Linked DNA regions of Zea mays: region 2 is linked to region 1. Evidence: chromatin contacts called from public Hi-C data. All regions are on one chromosome and are shown on one strand. Each heading gives the region's core, a stretch centred on a gene start, on an enhancer-like site or on the middle of the called end of the contact. The rest is flanking DNA. Distances are from core to core; before and after follow the strand shown. Region 1 holds the start of LOC542634 (glutathione S-transferase GST 34). Region 2 holds the start of LOC118476021.

Region 1 (2,906 bases), core at 50-2,549:
ACTCGAATGCGTGAACAGTAATGGAATACTGTTCACTATTTATAGGCACAGGACGCAGCCTGTGAGGAATTACAAGTAAGCCCCTTATAAAAACTTACAACATTGACTCAGACCTTTATGGACTAAAAGGTCATTCTATCTTTAAGTCGGTTTGCAATACCGAAGCTTCACAAAGAGGAACCTTCGGCCATTTTATACAAACAGCTTCCGTCGAAGACTGCTTCTCCCTGCAAGACCTTCGGCGACGAAGCATAGGCCCAACAGGAATTATTGCTCTCTGTCAAGGCAAAGGTATAAATGTAATCAAACACCATGTTTTAATATCTCAGTTTATAAGATAAAATGAGCTATTCTTAATATTCTTTAACGTTTTATATTTTATTCTGCGTTATTTTACTTCTAACTACGAATGTGAGACCTTTGTAGTTCATCATCTTTAACCTTCGTCCGAAGCTCATTAAATCCTCAGGGAAATAATACTTCAGCGGACAAAGGGTTTTAATATTTAACATTTTATGTTGCCTTGTTTTCAATTTATAGCATTTGAGAACAAGTCCCCAACAGGAAGTTAGTAGCTTCACGCCATCAGCTGACTAACTTCCTACGACTTACTGTAGCCCGTAGGAAGTTAGTTGGGCTGACTGTAGCCCATAAGAAGTTAGCGGCTTGTTTGACCACACGCTTGAGTTAGCATGTGAAAGCTAACTTCTTACAATTTTTATAAAACACCGTAGGAAGTTATGTTTATTTCCTAGAGCTACCAATTGCCTCTCGGAAGTTATTTATATTTTCTACGGTTTATTATAAAAGCTGTATGAAGTTAAAAAACCGTAGGAAGTTTTTGTTTTTGTGTAGTGCTTCTAGTCTAGTTCATAGAAAAGGAGAAAAATGTTCATTTTTTCTGTCAACTCTTTGTCTCTCTCTCTTCCTGTTTGATTAGGAAACGGTTGACTGACTGGCAAGGTGTACTGTTCTGAACTGGTCGACCGCACAAAATCCAGCACACAGCAGCTTCCTCATCTGGAAATGCAAGGTACGACGCTCAAAAAAGAGGCAGTTGTGTCCGGAGGAAGTAAAAATCCTCTAAGTACAGAGGATCCGCTCGCGTGTCCGGAACATGACGCACGCAAGGACGTCTAGAATCTCTAGATAGCCCGTGGAGAAAAAGGGAAAAGAACGAGCGAGAGCTCATATATCCACATGCAACTCGCAGCAAACTTGTCCTCAGGGTATATTTGTAGGTCACGATTCACGACGGAAACAGTAGTGCTGTCACCTGTCAGTAGAGCTCTCCCCTGGGCCAAGAACTCGATCCGAGCAAAAAAATGTCGGAGGCCGCCGTGCGAGTGATCGGCCTATGGCCGAGCCCGTTCGTGATCCGCGTCCTGATCGCGCTGAAGCTGAAGCATGTGGAGTACGAGTTCGTGGAGGAGGTGGTGGGCAGCAAGAGCGAGCTGCTGCTCGCGTCGAACCCGGTGCACAAGAAGATCCCCGTCCTGCTCCACCACGGCAAGCCCCTCTCCGAGTCCCTAATCATCGTTCAGTACATCGACGAGGTCTGGTCCTCCGGCGCGCCGGCGGCCATCCTCCCCGCCGACCCTTACGCGCGCGCTGTCCAGCGGTTCTGGGCGCAGTACGTCGACGACAAGGTAGCTAGCTAGTCGACTCGAACCGACCGACCGAGCTCTTCCTCTGATCGAGCACGCAATTCTGATCGGTTCTCCACAGAAATTTAGCAATGATGGTTTCCCGGCTGGCTGGTTGACGTGTACGTATACGCAGATGCACCCGGCGATCCGCGTACTGAAGGGAACGTACGACGGGGACAAGGAGCAGGCGGCGGGGCAGCTGTCCGCGGCCCTGCAGCTCCTGGAGGAGGCTTTCGCGCAGCTCGGCCAGGGGAAGCGCTACTTCGGCGGGGACAGCGTCGGGTACCTGGACATCGCCCTGGTGTCGCACGTCGGCTGGGTGAAGGCGGTGGAGAAGATCGCGGGGGTCACTCTGCTGGACGAGGCGAAGGTTCCCAACCTGGTGGCGTGGGCTGACCGGCTGTGCGCCCACCCGGCCGTGGTGGACGCGATCCCTGACGCCGACAAGTTCGTTGAGTTCAGCGTGACCTATGGGTCGTTCTCTTAATCCTATCAATGCTCCCAAAGTGAGCAAAATGGCTCCGCATTGCGCTTTGTGATTTTCACTGCGCATGTGCCGGTGCATGTCACCGTCAATAGCATGTAGTTTGTATACATGTCCTTCTGTGAAAATAAAGCTTTGCTGCCCGTCAAAGGGAAATCGACATATATATACACTAGTGGCTCGATCTGTATTCTTCAGTGCAAAGCTTACTGTTCTGAACTCGTACATTCCATTTCAGTTTCAAGGATAAAGTCCAGTTTAACAAAACAACAACACGACCGGGCGCATATGCCTAGGCTTCCTGCTGGCGGCAACATCGTGCGCATTCTCTCGCTGCTCCAGCGGCGCCGCTCATCTGCCAGCTGCGCGCCGGTAGCGGTCGTCCGCCTCAGCACCCGGCAGCACAAGCTGACGATGCTCCTCGTTGAACTCTCGCGTTCCTCTCATCTATAGATGTCCAAACAGCGCGGGTCGCCCGTTTGGCCCGTGACCCGACACGATTTTGGTCCGGTCCAAGCACGGTCCGGCACGGTTAATAACGGGTTCGGGTCGGCACGGCCCGTTAAGCGGGCCGGGTTTGGACGGCTACGAAGGCCCGCGTGCTATGGCCCGGCCCGGCACGAGCTGCAGGCCGGCACGGTGGCGGCCCGTAAGCCAGCCACAGACAGCCTAGCCCTGCGGTTGCACTCGAGGTTGACGACGACGCCGGCTGTTACTGTCGGCGGCAAGAAGTACGTACGTACACGGCTGCCACCTTCTTCGCTGTCGCCACG
Region 2 (2,959 bases), core at 257-2,756, 130 kb before region 1:
ACCGTCTGGACGGCATCCAGCGCGCCGAAGCGCTCCGACCACGCCGCCAGCAGCGGAGTCCGCTCGGGGTCGAAGGGCCTGACGCCGTGCAGCTCCTCCGACGCGCGCACCCACCCGAGCAGGCCGCCGAGCACGACGTCGACGTACCCGACGCTGTCCCCACCGAAGAAGGGCTTCCCTTGGCCGCCGCAGTCCCTCAGCGCGCCCTCCAGCGTCTCCACCGTCACGACCGACTGCTTCTTCCCCTCGGCCCTCTCCTCCTCCGTCTTGCCCATCGTCGACTGGTTCCAGGCGGGCAGCATCTGCGCGCAACGCGTGTGTATATACACGGTCGGTCAATTATACAAGAGCCCGAGCCTGCGCGCTGCGCGCCTCACGCAATCGATTGGAGAAGGACCTGAGGCCATGCGTGCGTACGTACCTTGTCGTCGATGTAGGCGGCCCAGAAGCGAGCGACGGCGCGCTCGTAGGGGTCGGCGGGGAGGAGGGACGGGCCGGTGCCGGCGAAGGCCTCGTCGATGTACTGCAGGATGACCTGCGACTCGCAGATGGGCTTGCCGCCGTGGATCAGCACGGGGACCTTCTGGTGCACGGGGTTGGACTTGAGCAGGAGCTCGCTCTTGTCCCTCAGATCCTCCTCCACGTTCTCGTAGCTCAGGCCCTTGAGGCTGAGCGCGAGCTTCACCCGCAGCACGTACGGGCTCGCCCACAGGCCCAGCAGCTTCAGGTCATCTCCTCCGGCCATTGCTGTAGTAGCTCTCTTCTTTTTTTTTCCGTTGGCTTAATTCTCTGCGGAGGGATGTGCCGGGGAGTCTATCTTCTTATATATGAAAAAAAAAACGCAGAGCATCCTCTGCAGCTGCTGAGATGCCACCTCTTTTGCTTGCTTTGATTGACTTCTAGCATGTAGCTCGAACGCTTATTTTTTTACAGACTGTTGGAACAATCTAGAGGGCTTTTATTGCTTGCACGAGGATCCAAGAAATCGGCAACATCACATGCCGGCAGGGCGGCAACCAATTTTATTTTTTTGTCAGCTGGCAATACTTCTGACGGCTGACAAGTGAGAAATTTGACATTGGTTCCATCGTCAACGAAACATTATCGACGTATTTCTTGCTTGTGGGGTTACCTCTAGATAGCAATAGAGGGAACCATAAATCAAGATTTACGAATCTTCGAGATCAACAAAAAATATTTGGAGTTGTTATTAGAGAGTATAAAAACCCTCCATAAATAATGGTATAACTCAGATTAGAGGTGCCGATGACGTGGATCTCAACCTTGAGAACTATTCTCCTTCTACCTCCACTTCTTCACTACGGGAGAGACAAACTTTGCCTAACGCTAAATATTTTACCGAGTATGAATTCACAGGCACTAGGCAAGTGTTACGCTCGGCAAAACAAGATACTAGACAAATCAGTCGTTTGCCGAGTATCCGCCACTAGGCAAAGCAAAACACTAGGCAAATCGAATGTTTGCCTAGTGCCAGACACTAGGCAAAAAAAACACTCGACAAATTGGGTGTTTGCCTAGTGCCAGACACTAGGCAAAGAAAACCACTTGATAAACTAGTGTCGTCATCTAACACCATCCACCAACCGTTAACGTTGCCGAGTATCTGACTTCGACACTCGGCAAAGAATGTCTCTTTGCCTAGTGTCGGACTAGAACACTAGGCAAAGAGGCACTTTACCTAGTGTCTTATTTTGACACTCGGTAAAATAATTTTTTTCTTTTCTTTCTGCTTCCAAACTTTTTATGATGTGTTTCTATAGCACTTAGAACTACATGTCAAGCTTTGGTAAATTTTTTGAAGTTTTTGCTATATTTACTCAATTTATTTCATTTAATTGAATTTCTTTTGATAATTCAAATTTGAACTGCAAGTCATTTGCATGATGGAAAAATGATATTCATGTTATTTATCATAATTTAAGACCTTATCGAGTAACAGACTATAAATTTTAAACATCATGTTCACGAAACATGACCACAAACTTACGATCCAGTTGTTTTTTAATTGTATAAAAATCAAACAAAGTCAGAAAATCATTAAACTTGTCGAGATGTCATGATATCATATGTGGAGGCTGTGATAAAAAGTTGACAAGGTTTCATACAAGTTTGACACGAATGATAGTTACCACCTAGTCGGCCTCTACATTAAATCATTAAACTTCTCTCTCAATTCTTTGGTTTGTAAGCATTGTACATAAAAACTTTTATGGAATATTGTCAAATTTTTATCATAGCCTCCACATATGGTATCATGACATCTCGACAAGTTTTATGATTTTCCGACTTCATTTGCTTTTTATGCAATTTAAAAACAACTAGACCACACGTTTGTGGTCAAGTTTTGTGAACATGATGTTCGAAATCTCTGGTATGTTACCGGATAAGGCCTCAAATTATACTAAATAACATGAATATCATTTTTCCATCTATTTTTCCATTATGCGAATGACTTGCAGTTCAAATTTAAATTATCAGACGAAATTCAATTAAATGAAATAAATTTACTAAATATAGCTAAACATTTTTAAAAATTATCAAAACTTTACATGTAATTCTAGGTGCTATAGAAACATATCATAAAAAGTTTGGAAGCAAAAAAGAAAATAAAAAAATATTTTACCGAGTGTCAAAAAAAGACACTAGGCAAAATGCCTCTTTGCCTAGTGTCCTGAACTGACACTAGGCAAAGTGTCTGTTTGCCTAGTTCCTGAACTGACACTAGGCAAAGTAAAAATGGGTATGTGCACAGACTAGTCGGCCAAGCACACCAGCTCCAGTTCACATCAGTGACAAGTGGGGTCACGACTCACGAAGCCTGGACTTGGGTGAGCGACCGGTCCAACCCTAGCATGGCGGTGGCGGCGGCGGCGGCGGCTTCGGATCCGGCCTTGGCGCTGGCCGACGGCGAGCTTCTGGTGGTGGCTCCGGTTCTCCT

Evidence for each region. Hi-C and Micro-C count contacts between places; a contact is called where the count stands out from the background.
Region 2: a contact with region 1 is called in a Hi-C map of ear, with 1.9 times the contacts expected there. The contact joins the promoter of LOC118476021 here to the promoter of LOC542634 in region 1. A contact is called at or near these places in 2 of 25 Hi-C or Micro-C datasets (ear and tassel).

The regions. Positions count from the first base shown.
Region 1 is chr1:82,101,915-82,104,820 of Zm-B73-REFERENCE-NAM-5.0, reverse strand. It overlaps LOC542634 (glutathione S-transferase GST 34), which reads left to right and starts at 1,299. Exons shown (of 2, transcript NM_001112159.1): 1 at 1,299-1,649; 2 at 1,783-2,297. The coding sequence starts at 1,326. The coding sequence ends at 2,136.
Region 2 is chr1:82,234,026-82,236,984 of Zm-B73-REFERENCE-NAM-5.0, reverse strand. LOC118476021 reads left to right here and starts at 1,506. Exons shown (of 9, transcript XM_035964038.1): 1 at 1,506-2,959. LOC541850 (glutathione S-transferase42) reads right to left here and starts at 827. Exons shown (of 2, transcript NM_001319764.2): 1 at 422-827; 2 at 1-302. The coding sequence starts at 745.